Regions from separate parts of the Gossypium hirsutum genome. Here region 1 is linked to region 2. Evidence: chromatin contacts called from public Hi-C data. All regions are on one chromosome and are shown on one strand. The core of a region is the stretch at or near the end of the contact, and the rest is flanking DNA. Distances in the headings are between cores, read along the strand shown.

Region 1 (3,483 bases), core at 688-3,187, 600 kb before region 2:
TCAATTTAGTCCTTATTCATCCATTTCCCTTATTTTCTAGACTCTTTCACCCTTAATATATTTACATTATTGGCTCTTCAACTTTTCTATATTTATACTTTAACCCCTATATTTTAAATATTTACATTTAGATCATAAACTTTTCATATCTTTACAATTTAGTCTCTAACTCAAATTAATATTTTACAACATACTTCTTATTTCATTTTTCTCTAACATCCCTTATCCTTTACTTTCATTACATCTTATTTCACTAAGAATCTATCTCATATTATTTTCTACAAAAGGGGTTTCAAGGATGTTACAGGAGTCTTGAGAATAAAGATTCACAAAATGATTGAATGTAATCCATGTTCTTACTAGTTAATCATGAGACCCCTAGGAAACATGATTGATGGGTGTGAGAATGATTGTAGCAACAGAAAAATGTTTTTAAGGTTTTAATACAAGACGTATGCATCATTTTGCATTCGTAATATATTGCTGAAATGAAAATATTTGATTAATACAACGATTGTCATTAGTGAATCTTTATTGTTTTCCAGTTAAAATATGTCTCATGCTCTTCTTATTAGCATTCTTATTGAGAATAAATTAAATAGGGATAACTTTCGGAAATGGAAACGAAACTTGCTAATAGTTCGCACCTGTAAAAAACACAAATTCGTCATTGACGAGCAAATCTGAAATCTTGAAAGAGAAATCAAAGATTGATGAAAATTTTGAAAGTAAAGTTAAAGAGAATTTTTGCAAGTTCGGAGAAATAATGTGAACAATAACTCTCCTTAACCATTCCCTCTCTTTGTCAATTCAAAATGGGCATTTTGCTAATAAAGGCTTGGGGTATTTACAACATAAAAACCTCTAATATGTTAAATCATATTTTCTAATATTCACACATTGACCCCACTAATTTTGCCAATCTTACAATTTAGTCCATAATAATTATTTACTAAACTTTGTAAATAAACCCCTTAATAATTCTAATTAATCACCTAATTACAAACTAATGACACTCTAATCCTATATTGTACCTATTCTTGAAAACCTCTCATTTTTTCTTCTCGGAATGGCTTGGTTTAAAAAATCCACCCAAAATCGAATTTCTTAACACTAATGAAATCTAGGTCATTACATATAAAACAAAAGAAAAACATTAAAATACTAAAAGAAAATAAAATCCCTCACTACAACAAATCATTCACCCACAGTACAAAACATTGCGAACTAAAAGACCAATATTCGAGCACACAGACAACTTGCTAAAATAAAAACCTTTTAAAACAAATGAAGGCCAAATGAACTTTTACCTATTCCCCTTACCAATTTATGAAGTCCTTAAAGTGACTCTTCCAAGAATTGTCTTAATATTTGCCAATTCCCTCGACAAATCATAGCTTCACACTTGTTCACTACAGTAAATTAAAAGGATGACGTGGGTGAATGAAACAATATATGCTTGCTCGTTCAACTGTCCCCTTACTCCATAACCACAAGTGATTCCATGCTCAACTATCTTGCAACATAACGATAATCTTATGAAAATCCCCTTTGCCAACATTTTGCTAGAGAGGAAAGACAAAAGAAAGGCGAACAAAGATAAAAAAAAAACTTTCTAGTTTTTAAGGAATGTCACTTTACAACTTTCACCTTTAACTTAAGGAGTGCAATTGTTATACACTTCACCCTGCTCCATTTCACTCAAGTGGAGACCTCACTAATTATTTATCTCTTTAAAGCCTATTATCTTATTAAAAGAAAAGACATCATCATGTCTCACACACCACTTATAAGTCCGTTGACTCATTATTATGAGACTCTAAAGACCCACGAAATGACACATAGGTCAATCAACATCAATAGCACACCTAGAAGTAAAGTCACTAACAAAGACACATGTCGATGTATATAGCTTCCACTCTAAAAAAAAAGGGGGGGGGGTGTGGTTTAACTCTAGATACTCGGTTGTGTCAACCTTCTCCCTCCACCTTACCTTTATCCTCTCTCTTTTAACTCAAACTACAACATGGTGACTCGGCTACCTCCTTAAATGCTTCTAGTTACAATTTAATTTATCCCGCATCACCTTTCCTTTCATATTTTCGGCTGGCTATGTACTTAAGAATTGACCGGATTCCGATGTTAGATCCATGGGGGCTAGTGGTTCATGTTTTCATCTAGACCATAAATTATTCTTTTACAGTTTTACTGCAAGTATCTTGGAGCTCCTCCCCTCTACATCAATATTTCAAAAACAAAACATTTCTTTTATTATTATATTTTAATTAAAAATTTCAAATATTTATTTGAGTGAATTTGTGATTGATTACTTATATACCAAACAATCATGGATTTCAATGTCAGCTAATATTTTTCCATACATACCACTAAAATACACAGTAGAATTATTTGTTAAATTCACCAACATAATCCAGAATGTAAAAAAAAAAATCAAAATCGTAATACAGAAACAGAAATAAAAATTATCTAGAAGAAATAGAGGTTAGAGAAGAGTAATAGTAAAATAAATAGATGAAGATGGCTGATTACTTGGAGGTAGAGTTTAGGTATCGTGAAGTTAAAAAAGGAGACTCTGAAATCCGCGTTTTTTCTTTTTTCAACAAAAACCATAATTGTTTTGCTATCATCCAACACCGATTAAATTAGAAGAAGAAGAAGAAGAAGAAGAAGATCAGATCTGCAACTTTGATCTCAATCATAGATTTTATTGTATCATATTTATATCTCATTAATATAATAATAAGAAAACAAGGAGAGCAGAGCAGAGAAGAGAAGAGACTTTCCAGGTATTTCCTCCTTATTTCCAATCCCTACATGCTGAATCGGAAATGAAATGACCCTCCATATTCTCTCAACTTATTTCGATACGTGTTTGAAATAGTTTTATTTGTGTTTGAGAAGTCAACAGTGAGTCATGGCGGAGGACAAAGGCATTCCAGACGGTGAAACCAAAGAATCCAGTCCCCCGCTGCCGGTGGTAAAGAAGAAAGGCAAGGGACTTCTCTCCCGCATTTGGAATGCAATCTTTAGGATTCACGGGGACGATTTCGAGAAGAGGCTTGAACACATTTCCAAGGAAGAGGCCGCTGTCCTCTCGAGAATGAAAAGAAGATCCCAGACCTGGAGGAGAATGATTCGGAATCTCATTGCCTTTTCTGTCATTTTGGAGGTACCCCGTCCCTTACCATCCTCACTCTATCTCTCTGTCAATCTGCAACCCTCACAGTAGTAGCAGTATTACTAGTTTTGAAAATCAATTTTCTATGGGAACGTAATTTTACTATTCTATTTCATTTTCATGTGCATGCTGTTGCTCTTCGTCATTGGGAAAAGCTCATGCTAGATGTAATTGGTGATTCTCATACTCTGCGTCCAACCTTTTTGTATATATTGCCTTACAAACTTTAATCTTTTCCATCCATGGTTCATTTGTGCATCTTATATTTACGTCTGAATCCAACC
Region 2 (3,363 bases), core at 444-2,943:
TTTATTAAGCCACGTCATTAATTTCATTAAAGCATTTTAAAGTTTAAAAATTATTTTAAAATCTAAACTGTATTTTTTTTTTGAATTGAGCCACATTAATAAAAGTATTTTAAAATTTAAAAATCAATTTAAAATCTGAACTATAGTTTAAAGATGTTTCATGAAATTAATTTAAAAATAAAAGAAAATGTGTTGTTTGGATGAGTTGAGTTGCGTGCCAGATATGTAGTTATTTGACATTTATCCGCTAATGCAATAAAATGTCTCCAAGTTGGGAAAATAAAGAAACAAAACAGATTTTTATACAAATAAAAATAGAGAAAAAAATAGATACAGTTCGAACGGTGTAGACATTATTTATTTTATAAATACTTTATTTTAATTTTATGAAAATTTTAGAATTTAAAAATTTAAGATTTATAAGACTAAGGAAACTTCAAAATTTTATTTTTAATAAAAAAGAGGCGAAGAGAGATTGTCGAAAATTTAAATTCAATAGTTTCAACTTAATATTTATTTGATTTTTATATAAAAAAGTGGAAGGATGCAAAATTTATAACAGTATTAAGTCCCTTAGTATATCAATAACTCAATCAAATAAATTATTTGGTATTAAATTCATGAAAACAAATTCTATAATTAAAATTTGAGCAAAAATGTTTTAATAAAAAAAGTCAAAGGGGCTACTATGATATTTCTTTTCAAAAAAAGAAAAAGTGGCTGCTATAATAATATATATATATACTAAACGTACTATCGTAAAAGAATGGTTCATTTATAAAAAAAACTTCCGTTAATTGGTTGAATGTTCGAATTTGGATAAAACGCATTAACGTATGAGAAAGAAATCGAAGGTCATCATGGCCAGGTCTTTTACAAATTAACAAATCAATTTTCATATTAAACGTTTTAGAATAAAAAAAATCAATATTTATATAAAATTATTAAAAGCTCAAATATTAATATAAATAACAATTTCAAAAACAGAAAGCTACTAGGACAGTAGCAATAATTTGTATGGTTTTTTAGTTGATTGGGATAGTATATCAAACTTTATAACCAAAAAGTTAATAACAATATAAATAAACTTTTAGTTTTTCCATCAAAATAGAAAAAAAAACGTTTAAAGTCTTTTTCTCATCATCTTTTATCTTTTATTTATGGGGTAAAGTAACATTGGACTTTTAAATTTGATAAATTTTCAATTTAGTCTCGGAATATTTTATTTATCGATATAGAATTTGATATATATATTTTAATTTTGATCTATATGATGACATGATACTCTAATATTATGATACGTCATCACTTAAAATATTATTTTGTTTTTATAAAATGTTTAGATTATAGTGTAGCGCATTCTAAAAAAAAGGATAGAAGAAAAAGAAAAGCACACATGAACTTTACCTCCGCAACATGATAACTTTAAAATTTTATGAAATCACAAGTTAATATTATAATAAATATACATTTTGATATTTAAAAAATTATTTGAGAATAGTTATTTCTAAACTAACATAGAATGACGAGAAATTCAAAGACAAAATTAAAAAAGTTGTCAAATTTAAGTACTAAACTTTGGTTATACCTTTTCTTATTACTATTATTAATAATTGACTATCATCTTTATCCCTTTTCTTCTTACTATTATTAATAATTGACATCATCTTTATCCGGTAGTCTATTTGTCTCTGAATTTGTTTGCGTCTCAACTCTGTCTCTTGTGTAGCCGTCTCACATGTTTGTGTGCATCTCTCTCACTATTAAATTGAAACAAACTTCCCTTGTGAGTTGAGAAATTTGATCTAACTAATTAAGGAAAGAAAAATTATTTTTATTTATTACTATTATTAATAATTGGTCATCATATTTGTATAGGCCCCCCTCTCCTTATTAAATTGAAACAAACTTCTCTCGAAATTTTGATCAAAACACGAAGGAAGTGATTCAAAAAAAAAAAAACAAAAGTGGTGGTAGATATGAGGATCGAAGAGAATGGAGGAGAATCTGCATCCATCAATCACCTCATCTTTGCCTATTATGTCACCGGTCATGGCTTCGGCCACGCCACTCGTGTTGTAGAGGTTTTTCTTTTTGTCCTTAATTCTGTCTAATCCCTCGAAACCTTTAGATCCAATTATCATTTCTGCCTATTGATTGTTATAGGTTGTTCGAAATCTGATTGCAGCGGGGCATGATGTGCACGTTGTTACCGGTGCACCTGACTTCGTTTACTCTTCTGAAATTCAGTCCCCTCGCCTCTTCCGTCGCAAGGTTCTCTCCTTTTTCATTTAATTAAACATAATAGTGGTGAATGTGTTAGGGATTAAAGAACTTCAACAGTTGTCTTTATCTGTGCTGCAAAATTATGGTCGAATCTGTTTTACTATGTTTCTCTCTATGACATTATCAGCTAGTTTTAGACTGTGGAGCAGTTCAGGCAGATGCATTGACCGTGGATCGTCTTGCCTCCCTGCAGAAGGTATTTCAAGCCCTTTTGTAGTTATAAATTCTAATTATTTTATTTTATTTTTACAACATTGTCATGTTCCCAACATAACCATATTATAGCTTGAGTTCAGTTCCATATTGTCTGAAAAGTTTCTACCGTATCTACCTACTTAAATTTACGTGCTATTATTGCCTTCCCCTTCTCCCCCTTGTTTGTACTTTTTTAGTTGGATATTTTCTAATTTCTATATATATTAGTATTCTGAAACAGCTGTCCGACCTCGGGATTCTATTTTAGCAACAGAAGTAGAGTGGCTCCACTCCATCAAAGCTGACTTAGTGGTTTGTATTCTGGTTTTCCATCAAGTGTTTGAATCAAATTGGGACACTGAGTCTTTGATTTAACCTTTTAATAAAAATAAAAGGAAAAGAGGCATAGAATTGTATCATATTTAACATGTCTTCCAAATTAAAACGAAGTTTGCTGTGAATGAAAACAGGTTTCAGATGTTGTTCCAGTTGCATGCCGCGCCGCTGCTGAAGCTGGAATTCGCTCAGTCTGTGTTACCAACTTCAGGTAATTTATTATCATGACCGTTTCAAGGAAGAAGTGCACCTTTATAAGAATTTAATCTGTTCTCAAACCCTTCATACCATACTGTTTTTGGTACCTTTATGAACCCTGTGAAATTGTCAGAAGCCAAAAGTTTTACTTGTAATTATTTGATCTATATCCATCTATGATTGCAGCTGGGACTTCATTTATGCTGAGTATGTGATGGCTGCTGGATATCACCATCGTTCAATAGTTTGGCAGGTAATATTTATAATCAACTGATTCATGTATTCTATGGATGTACTTAGCTGCTTAGTAGGCATTTTTCTAATGAACTTTTAGGCTTTAGTTCTTCA

Evidence for each region. A called contact is a pair of places that touch in the nucleus more often than the background predicts.
Region 1: a contact with region 2 is called in a Hi-C map of leaf, with 2.1 times the contacts expected there. The contact joins the promoter of LOC121230606 here to the promoter of LOC107961691 in region 2. A contact is called at or near these places in 3 of 34 Hi-C or Micro-C datasets (callus, hypocotyl and leaf).

What each region holds. Positions count from the first base shown.
Region 1 is chrA06:49,706,252-49,709,734 of Gossypium_hirsutum_v2.1, reverse strand. LOC121230606 reads left to right here and starts at 1,937. Exons shown (of 6, transcript XM_041115588.1): 1 at 1,937-2,807; 2 at 2,923-3,190. The coding sequence starts at 2,936.
Region 2 is chrA06:49,103,854-49,107,216 of Gossypium_hirsutum_v2.1, reverse strand. It overlaps LOC107961691 (L-arabinokinase), which reads left to right and starts at 1,693. Exons shown (of 30, transcript XM_016897767.2): 1 at 1,693-1,786; 2 at 1,879-2,084; 3 at 2,167-2,274; 4 at 2,414-2,482; 5 at 2,710-2,793; 6 at 2,952-3,028; 7 at 3,202-3,268. The coding sequence starts at 1,980.